2 separate regions of the Macaca fascicularis genome follow, and region 1 is linked to region 2. The links are chromatin contacts, called in public Hi-C maps. All regions are on one chromosome and are shown on one strand. The core of a region is the stretch at or near the end of the contact, and the rest is flanking DNA. Distances in the headings are between cores, read along the strand shown. Region 1 holds the start of LOC101867430 (microtubule actin crosslinking factor 1). Region 2 overlaps LOC101867430 (microtubule actin crosslinking factor 1).

Evidence for each region. A called contact is a pair of places that touch in the nucleus more often than the background predicts.
Region 1: a contact with region 2 is called in a Hi-C map of liver, with 2.9 times the contacts expected there. The contact joins the promoter of LOC101867430 here to the enhancer-like site in region 2. A contact is called at or near these places in 2 of 2 Hi-C or Micro-C datasets (liver and skeletal muscle).

Annotation. Positions count from the first base shown.
Region 1 is chr1:195,801,729-195,808,227 of T2T-MFA8v1.1, reverse strand. It overlaps LOC101867430 (microtubule actin crosslinking factor 1), which reads left to right and starts at 3,431. Exons shown (of 100, transcript XM_074011478.1): 1 at 3,431-3,760. The coding sequence starts at 3,667. LOC135968272 reads left to right here. Exons shown (of 4, transcript XM_065534077.2): 4 at 1,724-2,414. The coding sequence ends at 1,860.
Region 2 is chr1:195,709,707-195,715,504 of T2T-MFA8v1.1, reverse strand. The region is part of intron 1 of LOC101867430 (microtubule actin crosslinking factor 1); the gene reads left to right. Among named protein-coding and RNA genes, the nearest start is that of NDUFS5, 180 kb to the left of the region's middle. Within about 2 kb of position 3,029, at least 3 of the 6 cell types and tissues checked have an H3K27ac peak or open chromatin away from gene starts, as enhancers often do.

The DNA of each region.
Region 1 (6,499 bases), core at 2,182-4,681, 92 kb before region 2:
CAGCACTTTGGGAGGCTGAGGTGGGCAGTTCACGAGGTCAGGAGATCGAGACCATCCTGGCTAACACAGTGAAACCCCGTCTCTACAAAAAATACCAAAAATTAGCCGGGCGTGTTGGCGGGCACCTGTAGTCCCAGCTACTTGGGAGGCTGAGGCAGGAGAATGGTGTGAACCCGCGAGGTGGAGGTTGCAGTGAGCCGAGATCGCGCTACTGCACTCCAGCCTGGGTGACAGAGCAAGACGCTGTCTCAAAAAAAGAAAAAGAAATAGTTAATGAGTGCCCTATATGTGCCAGTGCCAGATCATTTGCTAGGTGGTAAGGATCCTGTGGTGAATTAGACGACAAACAGTCCCAGCCCTCAGGGAGCTTACGATTTAGTAAGGATGAAAGACACTGTACCATAACTTCAAGTGTGATGAGTATTACCAAAGGGTAGAGGAGGACCTATTAATTGGAGGAGGGGGGGTCAAGGAAGGCTTCCCCCTGGGGAATTTCAGCAGAAGCATGGGTAGGAGTGAGCCAGGCCAAAGTAGAGTGATGAAGGATTATAATCTGGGAGGAAAGCCGGTTGGATGGCCCTGAGGCGACATAACACATTTGAGGTGCTGAAAGCAATAGAAAGTGGCAGGGCTTTAAGGATAGGGGCATTTGATGAGGCTTTAATTGGGAGAACACCAAGGATAAAGGGCTTTAATTTCCTTGCATTACTCTTCTCCTCCACTAGATGCCCTTCTGAGTACATCCTTCTGCTTCCCCCATTGCAGCCTTCTTAGAAATGCAGCAGCAGTCTCACCCATCAGGAGCAAAAGAAAATCAAAGACCAAAAGGAGAAAGGCTCAGAGCTTTTGCGACTGTGTGGTCTGGCTATAAATTTAGACTGTTGCTTGAAAGAAGCGAAAAACCTCCCCTTCGTAGACTTCCTTCTTCCCATCCCCCCTGTCAGCCGGCTTTGTTCCTCTAGCCTTGTAAAATTTTCTCTGTATAAAACAGGAACATCAGCCAAACATGTGGACTTCCCCGCTTTCCATTCATTAGAAGAATGCATTATTTCAAAATCTCCTGGGAGCATTTAAATGCAAATTTTGTCAAGAAAGCAATTTGAGTCTTAGAGAAGCCCTCTAGCCACAACCCAAAGCAGAAGTTTCTTCTTTGATTTCTGTGTTTCTTAAAAGGAATCTCAACCCCTTGCCTTCTCCCCGCAACCCCCCCAGGTCTTCTCTGATTCTCACGGCAGACTCTTCCCCTTTTTGCCCCTGTTCTTTCTTCACCTTTGGCAAGCATCAGTGACACATCTTGAAGAACCTGCTCACAAAGTGGCGCATGTAGCAGCCCCAGGAGGGAATGGAGGGACTTTTCTATGTACTGTAATGGACATAAGGAGGCAGATGTCTGTGTGGGGGCGAGATGTCTGTGTGGAGGTGTTTGTATGCGTGATTTCTGTCTGGGCCTTCTTAGCCCTGCTGGCATAAAATAATATGGGAAATGCAGATGACTCAGCACTGACACAGTCAAGATCCCCAGAGTTAGCATTTCTATATTCTCTGCTGTTTACGAAAAATGTGCTTGTGCCATCAACCAGCAACTCATCCTGCTTTTTCCACTAAAAGCCTTTTACTGAAAAACATATATACTTCAAACTTATTCTCCTTCTTTTTGTAAACTGAGCTCATTAGCAGCTGACACCAAACTGATAACTAGTTCTTTTTGTTTGTTTGTTTTTAGCACGGAGGATTAAACTGGAAGGAAATGAGCATTTGTCTAAGGATCCTCCCTGTCCTCTTTCAGGCCCTTCCCTGCATGATCTTCATGCCCACAACTTGGGCAGGCCAGCAACACTTGATGGGAAAAGATATGATTAATGACTTGCTCACCTGATTTCTGATCAGGGTGTGGTGTGGAAACAACCAGCGTGCACCTATTAGCGAAAAGCGTCTTTTTTTTTTTTTTTTCTTGTTATGAATGTGCTGAGCATTGACCAAAATACTTGGCACTACTCACGAGGTACAAAGACACCTTCCCTAGCCTGGGGTTAAGAAGTTTCTCCTTCAAACTCTTGAGAATGGGAACTGGAATGGAAGCCTAAGTCCCAATTTTGGCTGCTCAGTGTTGCATGAATTCTTTTTTTACTTGCTAATTTGCCCTTATTGTGAGATCAGCCAGTGTAACTTCTTACCCACAACCACCTCTCCAGACCTCCTGAGAAATCAAGTTAACAGGGGAGGATAAAGGCTGAATGGGGGTGGAGGGCACAACGTGTCACCTACATTGACCAGAGTTCTTCATTCACTGCTCATGGCTCTGGCGCACTCCATGAATATTGGGATTGAATGATACACAACTGAATGTTGGATCAAATGATGTTGGGAGCTCTGTCCTCAAAATGGGCCCCAATAAATCCCTACCCATATTTTCCAGTTTCCTTTCTTTACTCTTTCCTTTCCCCTGATGACAAAGAATAATTGGCTTCCCCTTTTCTTCCCTGACCAGCTATGCTCCAGAGCCCTTTCTTTGTTCCCTAACAGTCCTGGTTCCGTCTCAGGTTCCCACATTTCTCCCTTTTGATCTCTGTCTCTCTGTTCAGATGGCTGTCACAGTTTAATAATCCTGGAGGGTCTATCCCCCACAGATTTATGTCTCCCAGTCTCTCCTCTTATTCACCCCATGGTGCAGTCAGAATCCTGTTTTCGTGCCTCCCTGGGTTGTCATTTCTCAGGTTCTGGCTCCTTGGCCTGGTTTACTTCATGGTGCTGGATCTGCCCCGTCACTTCTCGTTCAGCTTCTTCTGTTTCTGGAAAACCCTTTGTTCCCGGGATTCTTTGTGGGCTCAGTGTCCTCCGGGCCCACACTGCAGCCCTGTCTGGATCTTGCCCTTGTCCTGGTTCTGACCGCGTCTAGCCCTGGGATCTGAGGCATTGTGGTCTTTTGCCCTCTACTTTCCCTTCAGCTTCTCCAGGTCCTTCTCCAGCAGCCGCACAGGCCCCGCTGGGTTTCTATCCAGCCAGGGGGCTCCCTCCTTTGTCCCGCTCCCGGCGGCGTAAGTCAGCGTTGACTGGGGCTCCCGCCCGCTCTGTGGAGCCGGCCCGGGTCTCCCTGCCGTTCGGCCGGCCTAGCCTTTCATTCTGACGCGCGGGCCTCTTACCCAGCCGGACTCCCGCGTGGGCCGGCCTCTCGCGCCCCTCGGCTCGGGCCCCAGTCCGGGCCGGGCGGGGGTCGGCAGCCCCTGAGGGACCCGTGTGGGCAGCCCGGGCCCAGCCGGCCGCAGCCTGGGGCCGAGGACTCGCCGGGCCCCGGAGGCGGCGGGGAGAGGGGGCGGGGAACGGGCCGGGCCTGGCGCTCCTGACAGGAGGAGCCGCTGCCGCCGCCCGCCGCCGCCGCCGCCGCCGCGCCGGGGCGGGCTGAGGGAGGAGCGGAGCCGAGGGGTGGGGAGGCGGAAACGCTAGCCGGGACCGGCGGAGCGCGAGCGGGCCGGGTGCGAGCGGACTGAGGAGCGAAGCGCGACTGCCGGGCCGGGCGAGGCGGGCGGACAGCGGAGAGCAAGGGCGCCGTCGCCGCCTCTGATACGCACAAAGGGCAGAGGCTGGGGCCGCCGCCGCCGCCGCCGCCTCAGCGCGCGGGCCTGGAACCGGCAGCCCCCGGGGCTCGGGGAGAACGCGGTGCGGGCGGCCATGGCCGGCTACGTGCCGGGTCAGCAGCCGGCCAACCGCAGCCAGGAGAAGGAGTTCGTGCAGGCGTACGAGGATGTGCTGGAGCGCTACAAAGGTAGGGCCGGGGACTGGCCGGCGCTGAGGCCCGCGGGCCGGCGCGGCGTGGCCTTCGGTACCGGTCGGCTCGGCCGCTGCAGGTGGGGCGGCCGGGCGGGGTCGCACCCACCGCGCGGGGCTTGGCCCTGAGCTGCTGCTTCTCGGGGCCAGTTTATTTACAGAGTTGAGATGAGCCTTCGGAACCCGCTCCCGGGGCAGTCGGCGCGCTCAGAGCGCCAGTTACATGATTTGCCCTATTATCCGGCCCCAGCTGGAAGGAGGCGAGACAAGGCGCTGGCCCGGAGACCGGCCGCCGTGGGGAGTTGCTGGGGAGGAGGAGGAGGAGGAGTTGGGCGCGGGAGAAACCACCCGATCTGCTCTGGGTGCGAGCTTCCTCCCAGAGGCGCTCGGACCTCTGTGTGCCCGCGGAGAGTCTCTCCTTCGCCCCCTTTTGTCTCCCTGAGTCTCGGATGAGTCGCGTGGAAGCTGAGGTTGGGAAGCACCTTGGTGTCTTCGGGGTGGGGTGGGCAGCGGTGTGGGTGAGTGTGCAGGATTTGGTGGCGAGGCTTTCCCCGACCCCCATCTCCCCGGGGGTCTGGGCCTGCTGGAGGCAGGGGTCTATTTGTTTTTTTCCTCCAACATAAAGATTTGCCTTGGAGCTCGGATTTCAGCCCTGAAGGCTCTCTTGCGAGACACTTGTGCAAGTTAATGCCTAATCTGCGCCTTGGGTGTGTGGGGAGAAAGTTTTGACAGGCAGAGGGCCTGTGAACTGCATTTCCCTAACTGCTGTAGGTGCCCCTGAGTGGCAGCCAGGGATGCGTGGCCTTGGGAGGCCCTTGCCTTGATCTTTAACATCCAGTTCTGGGATTTTGCTTTGGGTGGCAGTTATCCTATCCACAGACGGGGAGATTTTCCCAGAAACGACACAGGCAGCACTTTTCCCCATTTTATTTAGCTCGGGCCCTTGTGACTAGGCCCTTAGTTTCTTTTTATCTGAAGGAGAGAAAACTTCAGCCCCTATGACTGAGCCCAGCATACTTGTTTACAGCACCTACCCAGTGAAGGGAAACTAATGAAGAAGCTGTAAGGCGCCCCCCCTCCCTTTTTTTTTTTTTTCTTGTGGCATTGGAACTCTGCTTGGGAATGCAGCAGGAAAAAAAATAGAGATGAAATGCGAAAAAGGACCTACTAGGGTTTCTACTTGTTCCCTCTGCATCAGCTCCTGTAAACTGTCCAGCTTTTCCTGCCTGCAGCAAGTTTTCTGTCAACCCCCTGTGGTCTTTCTTTTAAGAAATGTGGTTCATTTCAGAGCACAAAGAGGTTAGATTGTGCTGCTGAACTTCATTGAAAAAATGCTGCTCAGTGAATGGTTCCATTAAGTTTCCTTTGCAGGCTTTTGAGTAACACTGCTCTCTTCAGAGAGAGGAGATACATTAGGACCGTCTCGGGCTGTGACAGCTTCAAACGAGCAGAATTAAGGCCCAAAATAGGTGAAGAAATCTCAGCACCTCACTGGATGGTAGTGCTGGTGACCCCCAGCGGAAAGGAAGTTGGACTCCTAGCAAATGAGGCTGGGAAAGAAGGAGGCAGTAGGCCTTGTTCCAGGAGAGACCTCTTTTGTTCAGTTTTTTTTTAGCTGTCTCACTCAGTTTGGCTTTCCTCTGAAGGACCTTGATCAGGTGTGTAGGAACTTAATCCTTCCCAGATACAGGTCTCTTTCTTGAGGGGAGGAATGAGTTAAAAATGGTTGCCTAAAGTAAAGTAACTCGAGTTGTATAAGGTGGTCGTGCAGTCTGCTCTTGTGATCCGTGCAGAATGATCTCTCTTCCCCTCACTGCACCATTCTCACTGGGAAGTCAGAGTGGCTTAGCATCCGGGCCTTTGTTACTTTGCTTATGGAATTCCTGCATTTTTCAGACTTAGAAATCCCCGTACTACCTTAATAGGAGAACAGTTTGTCTAAGCAGAGGAGTGAACTGGAATCTATAGAGTGACCAGGGGAAGGAGTTTGTGAAGATCATGCCAAGTATTGGTTTTGGAAAGAGAGAGGGAAATACTGATGATGATGGGGTGTTCTAGACCCTTATTGGCTGGTCCCCACATTACTTGGATCTCTCTCTGCTGCTGTTAATTCATTCTACAGACTGAAGCAGGATTTTTATATGCAGAAGGAGAGCTAAAATTTTCAGCTGCCTAAACTGCCCCAAGGGCCAAGGTGAGAAGGGCAGTAATGTATTTGGAGTGTGAGGGAAGCAGAGCTGTGTGTATGTAGTGCAGCTGTATTAGGAATGGTAGTCAAGTATGGGTTTTCCAGAACTGTGCTTGGCAACTATTTTTTTTTTCTGTGTGGTGGCAGTGAGCATGGTCTTGGCAGGATTAGATGATTCAGCATGGAAATAAATGCTCTCCCTTATTTCCTAAATGTCCCAAAGGTTCTTTCAGATAGCTGGCCAGTAAACAGGAGGCATTAGATAATAACGCTGGATTCTAACATTTCAGAGTGGGCAGCAACCAAGAGAACCAGGGTATATCCTTCATTTCCCCAATTCGCTGACAGCCATTAAAATCTGTCTTGGAGGTGACACAATGTTAGATGCCAGAATTCTGAATGAGATCTGGTTTTTGCCCTTGGTTATTCACATCTGGTAAGGGAAAGGTACTCGCAAACAAGTAGTTATGATACTGTGATAAGTGCTAGAACAGAGATACTATGGAAGCAAGAGGAAGGCTGAAACCCTATTTGGGTTTACCTGGGAGA
Region 2 (5,798 bases), core at 1,780-4,279:
TCCAGGTGCTTCCAATTTTTGAGCCTTTCTGAGGTTCTGCAGCACAATTTACCTTGTTTCTTATTGTTGCCCATTTCCTGCAGGCACTTAGCAGAGAGAGAGAAAGCTGACATTTAAGTTTTCTACCATTTGTTTATCCACACTCCAGTGTATCAAACTTTTGTTGCTATTTCTTATTCTTATTTTCTGTGGGTTTGTGCCATTTTAATTCTCTTACTGTCACTTTTCTGAGGTTTCTGAAAGGGAGCTAAATGTGCTTATTAAATTTGTGATGGACACCCTAAAGTTGGCAGAAGTTAATCTTCCCAATTTACTTACCTCTCTCTGAGCCTCCCCAAATCCCAACCCAAATACACAAACCCTGTGATTCATTCTAGTGTCACTTGTACTTTCTTTTTTTCATTCTCTTCCTCATGCTATCTCTCCTCCTGGAGTGTTTACTCTTCCTATTTCAGACTGTTGAAATCCTACACATTCTTCTAGTCCCAGGTTATATTTCTTATCTATGGAAGCCTTTTTTTGACTTCCCCAACAGGAAATGACCGTTTCATTGACTGAATTTCTGAAGTTCCATTCACTGAGTTCTTATAGTCTTGCCCTCCTCATGACACAGCCTGTACTGCTTTATGTTAAGATTATCTGTATACATATTTCTTCAGTTAGATTGTAAGCTTTTAAAGGATAGTAGCTTAAGACTGGCTTTGTAACTTTTTTGTTATGGATAACAATCAACATAGTACCTAGGCAACTAAATATTTCACAGAACCACAGAATTTTAGAGCTGGAAAAGAATTTAGAGTTCTAGAATGTCAATTCATTTTATGAATGAGTAAACAGATCCAGTGTAATGATCCTGAAGTCATTTAATAAGCCAAGAACAGAACTGGACCTATAATCGTCTCTAGTTCTGTAATGTCTAAATGCATGATAAAATCTGATTGTGCTTATTCAGATGTTCTGGTTTATCAAAGGTTATCCAGAGAGCACTTTTTGTTTCATTCTTGTTGAAAATTTTTGTAAATATCTTTTTGATTTTAGTAATTAGGTATGCCATAGGTAATTTCTTTTCTCTCTCCTTCCCTGCCTCTCTTCTTTCTCTCTTTCTTGTTCCCTCCTCTCCCCTCTCTTCCTTTCTCTTTTCCTTTTCTTTCTCCTTTTCTTTGTGTTTTATTTATTTATTTTTTATTTTCGTTTATTTATTTTTGGACAGATCTTGCTTTGTCACCCAGGTTGAAGTGTAGTGGCGTGAGTAGCTGGGACTACAGGTGTGCATCCCCACACCCAGCTAACTTTTTGTATTTTTTCATAACAACAGAGTTTTGCCATTTTGCCCAAGGTGGTCTCGAACTCCTGGGCTCAAGAAATCTGCCCTCTCAGCCTCCCAAAGTACTGGGATTACAGGCATGAGCCACTGCCTTGTGCTGTTTCTCTTTTTCTCTTTCTTTCTTTCTCTCCCTCTTTTTGATAAAAATCAGGATCTTGAATATTCTGGATTTTGTCAAAAACTAAGCTGGAGGCGGTATGGTGGCCTGTAATTCCAGCACTTTGGGAGGCTGATGCGGGTGGATCACTTGAGGCCAGGAGTTCGAGACTGGCTTGGCCAACATGGCAGAACCCCAGCTCTACTAAAAATACAAAAATTAGCCGAGCGTGGTGGTATGCCTGTAATCCCAGCTGCTTGGGAGGCTGAGGCACGAGAATCGCTTGAACCTGGGAGGTGAAGTTTGCAGTGAGCTGAGATTGCACCACTGCACTCCAGCCTGGGTAACAGAGTGAGAGTCTGTCTCAAAAAAAAAAAAAACAAAAACAAAAAACAAAGAAAACCAAAAAACCAAAACAACAACAACAAAAACTGAGCTGGATAATAGTTTTCTTCCCAGGCATATATGAGCATCAGAGACCCAAGGATTACAGGTAGGGAAAAAATTTAGGCAACTGTATTGAAGGTGCTCTGATTTTAAGAAAATTTTAAAAAGTCACAGGATATGATGTATTTGGGGTGATTCTTTTTTTTTTTTTTTTTTTTTTGACAGTTTATCAGGGATTATTATTGCTTAAGATAGCTTTGAAGTAAATTGTCTGTGTCAAAGACCTTCCTCCACTTCTCTCACTTATCTAGCTCTTGGCAGCTATTTCCAGAATGTTTGCACTAACTCCATAGATTCATGTCTGAAGGATTAGATACTCCAGGAACATCTACTTGGAGAAAGTTTAACTACAACTGTTGTCCATTTTTTGTTTAATGTGCCAGTCACTAATCAAAAAACCAGATGCTGTCATTTTCCTCATCCACTACTTGGGGCACCTAAGGGTGGATGGACAGATACTTAAGAGGCTGCCTCCTCCATCTGAGATTGGGCTTTTCATCAGGGCTGTGCCGCACAGTGTGATGCTGTGTGATAGCAGATGGCTCTGCTTCATGCCCATTACTTTTTGTTTTATCCAAAGTAGAAGCTGTGGTCCCCGGATTTTAGAGAGTAAGGGTTTATCATACTCATTGGCTTTTCTGCCTTTGCCCGTTTCTGCATTGCCACCTGGCTGCCATTAGAGGGAATTCATTACAACTCTGAGTCCCTGCAGGGAGCTGAGAGGAACTATCCTTGTGTTCGGGATGGGACATGTGTTCTTAAAACTGGGCCAGGCATGGTGGCTCCCAGCACTTTGGGAGGCCGAAGCAGGTGGATCACTTGAGTCCAGGAGTTTGAGACCAGCCTGGCCAACATGGTGAAACTCCGTTTATATTAAAAATACAAAAATTAGCTGGGTGTGGTGGTGTATGCCTGTAATTCCAGCTACTCAGGAGGCTGAGGCACAATAATTGCTTGAACCTGGGAAGTGGAGGCTGCAGTGAGCCGATATCTCACCACTGCACACCAGCCTGGGCGACAGAGCAAAACTCTGTCTCAAAAACAGAAAAAAAACAAAAAACTTAAAACGGTTACCCAGATCTCCTTTTATGACTTGTTCAGTCAGAGGCAGCTGGGAGGATGCACGCTGGGGAAGCATTACTCACCAGGCACACACAGTGGCCCTGACTGCTGGCAAGTAGTCTGGGCTGTGTTAAGAGTGAGTCACCTCGGGGAATGGAAAAATTGCAAGGTACTGAGGGTAGGAGTTGTGTGCCAGTGACTGCTCCTTCTCTGTCTGCTATTTTCTCTATAAGGACTCATCACAAAACCATAAATACTGGCGATCCTGTTGAGGCAGTTGAAGCCAACCAACTTTATGGTGATAATGTTTCCCATGAAAGGAATGAGCTGACTGGACATAGCATTGTTGCCTTCTATGTTACAGGTGTATATAGATTTTGATACAAGCTTGTACTTGTATAATGAAAGTTCCATATGTGAGAATTTTATTAGAATAAAAGCAACACAGGGTTTTCTTTGTTGTTTAAACTCAGTCTTCTGTGTCTATCTATCTTTGTCCAGTAGGGGTCACTGAGGGTTAGGCTGTCAATAAGAGAAACTCACTAATCTAATGATAGATGAGCCGGATTCCTTGTCTGTTGTGACATCTTTGTACATTCAGTACTATCTTTTTTTTTTTTTTTAATATATATTAGAGCAGAAACAAAAGGCATGAACTTGTATTAAGAACTTTATGGGCGAAGCACAGTGGCTCATGTCTGTAACCCCTGCACTTTGGGAGGCTGAGGTGGATGGATATCATCTGAGGTCAGGAGTTCGAGACCAGCCTGGCCAACATGGTGAAACCCTGTCTCTACCAAAAATGCAAAAAATTAGACAGGCGTGGTGGTGCACACCTGTAATCCCAGCTACTTGGGAGGCTGAGGCAGGAGATTCGCTTGAACCCGGGAGGCAGAGGTTGCAGTGAACCAAGATTACGCCATTGCACTCTAATCTGGGCAACAAGAGTGAAATTCCGTCTCCAAAAAAAAAAAAAAAAAATATATATATATATATATTTCTGGACAAAAATAACAATCCTGAGCAAGATTCTGGAATAGTGCCCATAGACATGGCTTCTTTTCTTCATATCATTTTTTTCTCTATTTCTTTAAGATGTTGGCTACCAGAGTTTCCTGGAAAAAGCTTACTAGATAGATACTATTTTACTGGGGAAAAGGGTCGAAATTCCAGAGACAGGGATTACTTAAAATGGTAATATGGCTGTTGAGTTGACTAGATATTCTTGTCCTTTCCCTTTTTGAAGCAATGCTGTTGAAGCCTAATTTGATTTAGTCATTGAGCTGGTTGGTGTCTTAGAGCTGTTCAATACCACGCATGTTACTTTCACTTACCTTCTTGCGTTCACCACTGAAGATGACTTGATGCCCTGCTAGGAGGCAGATTCTCTTGTATAGTAATCATAATAAAAAGAGTTGGCATTAATGAGTCGATGTTTAATGCTTTCTAAATAGTTAATGCTTACTGTGTGCCAAATATATTATGCATTTTCTCACTTAATCCTCACTATAACACTGTGAAGAGGTAATTTTATTATCCCCATTTGACACGAAATAACTATGGATTAAAGAGATTAAGTAATTCATTTAGAGATATACAACTAGAGATTGTGAAATTAGAATTTGAATATAGGTTTGGCTCACAAATTATATTTACAGCCCTGGTCAGAGAGAGAGAGAGAGAGAGAGAGAGAGAGAGAGAGAGGCACTTGGGTTTAAGAGTGAGTTTTCTGTTTTCTTTTTTTTTTGAGACAGAGTTTCATTTTTGTTGCCCAGGCTGGGGTGCAATGGCGTGATCTCAGCTCACTGCAACCTCCGCCTTCTGGGTTCAGGTGATTCTCTTGCCTCAGCCTCTCAAGTAGCTGGGATTACAGGCATGCCCGGGGAATTCTGTATTTTTAATAGAGATGGGGTTTCACCATATTGGTCAGGCTGCTCTCAAACTCCTGACCTCAGGTGATCCACTCACCTCATCCTCCCAAAGTGCTGGGATTACAGGCGTGAGCCACCGCACCTGGACAAGAGTGAGTTTTCTAAGTGCTGTACTGGAACATCTCTCACTTTATTTTCTGCCCCTCCTCCTTAGTGTTACTTTCCCTTTTCTTTCTTAAGGGTAAGACCTTCAATTGCTGAGCTTGATAAGAAGGCCATCTAGAGTTTAGATGCTGGGCAGAATCCGTATCTGGAGGGATTTCCAGAAGTGGAATTTCTTTTCTTTTCTTTTTTTTTTTTTTTTTTTTGAGACAGAGTCTTGTTCTGTTTCCCAGGCTGGAGTACAGTGGTGCGATCTTGGCTCACTACAGCCTCCACCTCCCGGACTCAAGAGATTCTTCTGACTCAGCCTCCCAGGTAGCTGGGACTATAGGCACATGCCATCATACCCGGCTAATTGTTGTATTTTTTAGTAGAGATTGGTGGCCAGGCTGGTCTTGAACTCCTGACCTTAGGTGATCCACCCACCTCAGCCTCTTAATGTGCTGGGATTACAGGCGTGAGCCACCACACCCAGCCAAAAGTGGAATTCCTTTCTCCCTGCCCTGCCCTCCCCTCCCCTCTCTATTGTCTTTCTCTGCTGTCTAGGCTAGAGTGCAGTGGTGTGATCATAGCTCACTGTGGCCTGAAATTCCTGGGCTGGAGTAATTCTCCTGCGTCAGCCTCCCAAGTAGCTAGAACTACAGGTGTGTAACCACTGTGCCTGACTCAGTGTTATTATGTTTTGGAGAGATGGGGTCTTGCTATGTTGCCCAGAGTGGTCTTGAACTCCTGTCCTCAGGCAGTCCTCCTGCCTCAGCTTCTCAAAGCACTGGGATTACAGGGGTGAGCCACTGCTCCCAGCCAAGCAGTGTAATTTCTGAATTAATAAACTAGC